Regions from separate parts of the Mus musculus genome. Here region 2 is linked to region 1. The links are chromatin contacts, called in public Hi-C maps. All regions are on one chromosome and are shown on one strand. The core of a region is the stretch at or near the end of the contact, and the rest is flanking DNA. Distances in the headings are between cores, read along the strand shown.

Region 1 (3,299 bases), core at 615-3,114:
AGAACCCTTCTGAGCTTCTCAGAGCCTGCCGAATCCTGGGTCTACCAGCCTTGGTTTGGACAGTCCTAATAGACTGCATTTAGGGGCTATCTTCACAACTGTGTACATTTCTTGGATTTACCTTAGTTTATCAAAGATGCCGCAAGTGCCCTGTCCCCATAACAGGCAATCATTTGTTAGCAATAACTGATGATTATAGCAGGTGACTATAATTAAAAACAATAGTTGATGACCCTTAACAGTGACCAGAAAGGGCAAGGAGGTGGTCTGCCTTTCTTGGTACCCAATAATTCAGCTTGAACCTAAGAGGTGATTTTCAATGCCAACATTTGACAGTGAGGAGAAAGAAGGAGAAGGGGGTGACAAGGGAGCCTTGAACAGTGGCTAGCACATGGGCAGCTATGAAGTATGGTGAAGGATATTCCAAGAGGGGAAATAGTTGAATGAAAGCAAGCCATCTCCTTAAGCTGCTGGTCCCAGATCACAATGGAGCCTTAACAGCACATAGCTGAGGAAGAGCTTTCACTTTCTTACCAATAGGGACTTGGTAAACCTCCTTTCCTCCCATGACCACAGACTCTGGCCTGTGATATTGTCATGGGAGTGACACAGCACAATGAGCAACTCCAGGCCACACAGGGGCAAATGGGTTCTCTCCCTCATGATAGCTATCTTATTAGCTAGGCTTTGCCTCTAACGTATTACTGGGGAAGCTGTCTACAGTTCCCACTTGACTGCATGCATCCTGAGAGATGATCTAGTCTCCTATGAATCAAATTCCTCCATGCACCATCCTGTGCTTCATGAAGTCAGACACACTCTCATTCTCCCCATTGTCATCATCTTCATCATCATCGTTGTTGGCATCATCATCATCATCACCATCGTCATCACGTCCTCAGAATCTGAACAAAGGATCTCAGCTGAAAGCACTACATTACAAACCCGTCTCTGGATCCCCACTAAGTCCTTGTTTGTCTCACATTGCTTTCCTCCCTACAGGCTGCAATAAAGTTACAATAAGATTCTTCAAAAGAACGCTCTCTGTAGAAGCCCCAGACCAATGTATATGGGGCCAAGTTTTACAGCCTGGGCTCAGACAATATTGGATCAGTGTGTAATTTCTCTCAGGGAAGCAGTATGGGAAATTGGTCTAGATGATATCTTTGACCCCTGGAAGGAGGTCATGACACAACCTACACCCTTCTTATTGGCATTTTCCCTATAACAATCTTCCTTCTCAAGCCAACCTACTTTTCCTAGGAAGGCAACTGAGCTGCCTGGTGGGTAGATTCTGATCCTCTCACATCCCAAGGAACCCAGTAATAGAAGGACTCAGGTCTGTGCTAGCAAACAGGCTGCAGGGCAGTCCTGGCTCTGTCTTGGACTATGACCTCAGAGAGATGCCTTGAATTCTCTTAAGTTTACTGCACCGAGAAAGATGAAGCAGCAGCCCCGTTGTTATGACAGTGCTTTGGGTTGCTAAGATGCAAGACATTGTAGGGCCTCAGCAACGGTCATTGCCATCTCTTACCCATAGCCCTCAGCCATACGGCCTGATTCCATCTACTCTATTAAGAAAGACTTGGCCTTTACAGCAAAAAAATGCAAGGCCTGTGCCCTGTCACTCATCCCCACCAACAGCTACCTATGGCAGGCAACCACAGTCTAGCTTTCCACAGGCATTCACGTGGGTAACTGAATACCATTACTGGAAGTTGAAAAGTTGTTTTCCAACCTCTCTGGGTCCCGGGTAATTGCAGATGTGGGAGGGTGTTGGCTAAGTAGTGCCTTCAAGCATACAGACTGTAACTCCTCCAGCATAAGTCAGCCTGTCACTCTCCGCACTGCCTATGAAGCTGTTATGGCCTGGAGCATGTAAGTCGCCTCCCCTTGGCAGCAATCCCAAAGGCTTCAGCCTTCACAGCTGCCCAGAATGTCCCAGCTTCCCCCGTGAGCAACAATAATCTCCGTTAGTTCGCTGTCGAATGAAAAATATATTACTCCCTTGTCTTCTCAACTGTCATCTCCCTGCATGCTCAGCTAATTTAGTCCGGGAAGTGTGTTTTCCTCAGCACACGGCATACTCAAGCAGGGCTTGCATGTCCCAGCGTTTCTTGCAACTTGCAGAAAATGGGTCTGATTTCCAAACCAAGCATTCAAAGAGAAAGGAAGCTAGATCTAGGAATATAGATGAAGCTGTTTTCCCTGATAACTTTCTTGTCAACTGTCGCTGCTTTGTCGGGTCCCTGGGTTTTTGGTTAAAACTGGATAGAGCTGCCTCCATTGTGAGAAGATGAATATTTTCCAATAAACCTTGAACCGTTGCTGAAACCTCAGCTCTGGATGCTTTCCCAAGGTTATGGTCACCAAAGCTGGGGTTTAGAAACGTTGACAAGAATATAAAATTGAAGCATTAAGGAATGCCAGAGCACCCAGGGAGTATCATATAGAGTGACAGCGCCCTCTGCTGGAAACAAACCCAACAGCACAAAAAGATGATTTTGCAGCGTTTCAGTAGCTGCCTCAGTCTATTGTGGTCACCCTGCAAGCTTCTTTCTTCTCCTACCATCTGGAACCAAGCACAGAATCCCTTGTGCTATACTTTCTTTTGTTACAACTTATTTTTAGTTAAACTTGGATACATTTTGAGTACAGAGCCCATTGGAAATTGGATTTTTAGATCGAAGGGTGTTAAAAGTAAAAACAGAAGACCACTTTCAGAAAAATACACTAATTCTCAAAATATCTGGTATAAACATGTAGGCTGGTAGCTTGTAGCTTTATCTGGAAAGTCACCTTAATATAGGTAATCATAGAAGTGGAAAAGAAAAGGCAAGGTCAGGTAGGCAAGGAGAAAATTTAGAAGGCTATAATGAGATTTGCCATCACTCCTTGGGCAATGTGCCCGTTTGTGCCCATTGCTAAAGCTAGTTTGAGGAAAAACAGAACACATTCGTACCCAGATATGGATCCGATAACAGACGTTCCAGAAACAGAGAGATCATGTGGCTAATAGAGAGTTGCCCCTACAAATGGGGATTGGTTGAAAGCCAGAAGTCTTGAGGTTTCTATCACTTTACACATCTGCAAGCCTTGTTCATCATTCACAAAGCAGCTGAATATCAGCTTGCCAGAGAAGAAAGAAGTTCTGTGACACACACTGAAAGAGACAAAGAAAATCCTCCTTCTCAAGGGACAAAATAATCCAGCTCGGATGCTTCCTGGGCTCAGGGGTCTCAAAGGCTGAATCCAGATGTCACTGAGTGGCACAGCAGAGGACAGACACCAGAGAATCC
Region 2 (3,296 bases), core at 292-2,791, 110 kb after region 1:
GAGGCTGTTAGTTGTCAACCACATCCAATTGTAGATGATGGTTTCCTTTGTATTCAAATAAAGTTATTACCTTGACACCAGCAGTGGAGACAGAAAAGGAAGCTGTAAGATCTCTCTGGTACAGGGTTGTTTTATTTTGCTTGGTTTTTTTTTTTTTTTTTTGCGGGTTGGGGGTTGTTTTGTTTTAGTTTTTGCTTTTTGTTGCTTTGTTTTGTTGTTGTTGTTGTTGGGTTGTTTTGTTTTATTTGGTGAATTTGCCTAAATCCTTCAAGGCTACAGCAGAGGACAGACTGGTAAAGAGCGATGGCATTCATCTGTGTCCAAATGGAAAGGAGAGCCACACTGCAGAGTCCAGAAGGACCAAGGTGGAGGCTTCACACAAAGAAGACATCAATGCTTCTACACATAGCCAGTGCCACTTTCAGATACTGACTTTCTTTGTAGGTCACTCTTTTTGAGTTGACAACTGGCAGATGTGTTCAAAGCAGAACACAGACAGGGGCAAATGTGTTAGAGGGTAAACTAAAAACAAGACGTCTCTTCCTCTGCCTTGCATGCCTATGCACATGGGAAGAAAAGGAAGCCGACAGGCAGAAAAGTCTTCAAGATTCAGCACGAAGGCTATCTTCTTAATGGGTTCCCTTTAACCATTGCGATTCACTAAAATCATTCCAGAACGTACTTAAGATTTTGCAATTCACTATATCTTATAGGGACTCGCTTTACTGAAAGCTGATTTACGTCAAATAAACTCATTCCCCCAATTAGCTTCAAGGGCTACAAGGACCCACTCTTCAAGCCAGTGACTAAACATAGGAAATACTCTCTAGAAACCTGCCCCACATCTTAATACTTACCTTTGACTACTCCGGAAAACAAAAGAGGTGGACTGTGAATTGAGTAGAGTTGGGAGGGGGGTCGGGGGGGGGGGTGGAGTGGGGGTAGAGGTGGGGCGTTCTGGAAGAAGCAAGGAGAATTTTTAAAATCCCTCATCAATCTAGCTCCCAACAGTACGTCTCCAAGGGAATTAAAACAAAGCTCATTACGGAAAGTTTCCCTAAACCTCTAGAGATATTTACAAACAGCACTTTAAAGAGCCTGGGCGAGTATCCGTTTTGGCCCAGGTGAGCACGGGCTCTGGGTTCTCAGCTTAGCAGAGCGGTGTGTACGCCCACCGTCACCACCGCTCCTCACCACCAGGGGGCGTCCGTGGCTCCGATCCACCAGGCCGCTCTCCCAGCGTACCCCGCTCCCGCAGGCCGCGACCCGGAAGCTGTCGCCGGCTGCTAGCCGGCCCGCTGCTCTGTCCACTTTGGAGTTGCGGAGTGTAGTGGCCTGGGCGGCCGGAGCTTGTTGTGGCTGCTGGCCGCGGCGGTCGGAAGGATCCCCACCCCCCCAAGAGTTCGTTCCCAGGGGCGCAGTCTGAGCACGGGTCCCCCAGCGACGTGTGACCCGATCTGCCGGCTGCTGCTTCGGAGTTCGTAAGTGTCCGTGGGCCGCGCGGGGCTGCGAAGAGACTCTCCGCCTGGGCCATGATGGAGGCCGGCAAAGTTTTCCTCATCTCGGCTGGAACAGGCTAGTTGATGGGCCCTGTCGACAGAAGCGAGCGGGAGAAGCAGAGCTTTTTCTGTCGCTCTGCAGTGCCAGTAGTATCGAAGGTCCAGAGTTCACTCAGTAGCAGCTGGACTTGTTCTCTTCGGTGACAGTTCATGCTCCCACTCCTGACACCAAAATAAAATCGGAGGCTGTCATCTGTGGAAACATACCTGTCCTTTCAACCATGAAGGCACAAACAGTGTCCCCTACCCAGGGGACTATCTCCGAGTCCAGTTATGTCCACAGCAATCTATGGAGTAGCCGGAAGCTAATGATCGTGGGGGTCTTGGTGGGCTGGCTACTGGTCATCCACCTTCTGGTCAACATGTGGCTTCTGATCCTTCTATGTGCATCGCTGGTAGCGCTGGGAGGATGGCTGGGCTCCACTGCCATCCTAGGGGCTTCAGGTCAATTGCACCTGGAACGATTCATTACCATCACCACCTGTCCTCCATGTCCCGAGGCAGAAAGGCAGCTGGAACAGGAGATTAACCGCACTATCCAGATGATTATCCGAGACTTCGTGTTATCCTGGTATCGTTCTGTGAGCCATGAGCCGGCCTTCGAGGCAGAGATGGAGGCAGCCATGAAAGGGTTGGTTCAGGAGCTTCGAAGGCGGATGAGCATAGTGGACAGCCATGCTCTTACCCAGAGGGTTCTGACTCTCTGTGGTTGTCACCTGCAGAGCTATATTCAGGCAAAGGAGGCTACTGCAAAGGAGCAGAGCTGTCCAGTTCAGCCCTCCCAGCTGTGGGATGCTTACTGCCAGGTTACAGCTCCCCATCCTGCCATGAGCTGTCCCACCACGGAGGTCACTTATGCACGTGGCATTGTGAACTTGATACTAAAAGAGTTAGTGCCCAAGCCCCACCTGGAGACGAGGACTGGACGCCACGTTGTGGTTGAAGTTATTACTTGCAATGTCATCTTACCACTGATCAGCAAGCTATCAGATCCTGACTGGATCCACCTTATTCTTGTGAGTATCTTTTCCAAGTACAGACATGATGCAGCACAGGGAACTAAACCCCCCTGCTCATCCAGTGTCCTAGAGCAGCCCTCGGTGCCCACATCTCTGCCATTGATTGTTGAAGTAGAGAGTCTGCCAGTAGGAAAAGCATCTTCTCCAGCAACAGCCCCAGTACACTTGACCTCCAGTGAGCCAGCCCCTTCCCCAGAGATTGAAGAAGGCCATGAAGCTGTAGAGGGAGATTTGCCTGGGATGCTCGAAGAAAAAAAAGTAGGAAATAGCTCATCCCATTTTCTACAGCCAGATATCCGAGGCCCCTTGTTCTTATGTGAAGACTCAGAACTGGAGTCACCACTGTCTGAACTGAGCAAAGAAACCATCCTGCTAATGACCCCAGGCAACTTCCTTTCTGACAGGATTCAAGATGCTCTGTGTGCCCTAGACGACTCCGGGGCTCTGGAGCCTAAGGATGGCGAGGGATCTGAATGTATGGAAGGAGCAGAGGCCGAGGAGGCCCCAGGGACAGACACAGAGACAGGCATGCTGGTCTCCGTGCTTAATTGCCCAGAGATCCAGATTGACACAGCAGACAAGGAGGTGGAGCAAGGAGATGACACCTCTCTTACAGCTTTGCTGGAGGAACCAGAAAAACCCTGCCCCCTACGGCCCTCATGTTTAGACAAAGATCTCGCCAGTGGTGTGTGCTCCCTTGAACCTGCTATGCCCCCAG

What was found. A called contact is a pair of places that touch in the nucleus more often than the background predicts.
Region 2: a contact with region 1 is called in a Hi-C map of cortical neurons, with 2.4 times the contacts expected there. The contact joins the promoter of Snx19 here to the enhancer-like site in region 1. A contact is called at or near these places in 4 of 39 promoter capture datasets (embryonic stem cells, frontonasal cranial neural crest, stem cell-derived epiblast-like cells and 1 more), 10 of 484 Hi-C or Micro-C datasets (the AML12 cell line, cerebellar granule neurons, cerebellum and 5 more) and 1 of 115 datasets of contacts at active chromatin or transcription factors (forebrain).

The regions. Positions count from the first base shown.
Region 1 is chr9:30,313,002-30,316,300 of GRCm38.p6, forward strand. No RefSeq gene overlaps it. Among named protein-coding and RNA genes, the nearest start is that of Gm26435, 23 kb to the left of the region's middle. Within about 2 kb of position 1,865, at least 28 of the 459 cell types and tissues checked have an H3K27ac peak or open chromatin away from gene starts, as enhancers often do. A contact at or near this core is called in cortical neurons, where this site is marked.
Region 2 is chr9:30,425,788-30,429,083 of GRCm38.p6, forward strand. It overlaps Snx19 (sorting nexin 19), which reads left to right and starts at 1,542. Exons shown (of 11, transcript NM_028874.2): 1 at 1,542-3,296. The coding sequence starts at 1,781. It overlaps Gm30933 (predicted gene, 30933), which reads right to left and starts at 1,191. Exons shown (of 3, transcript NR_169179.1): 1 at 1,080-1,191.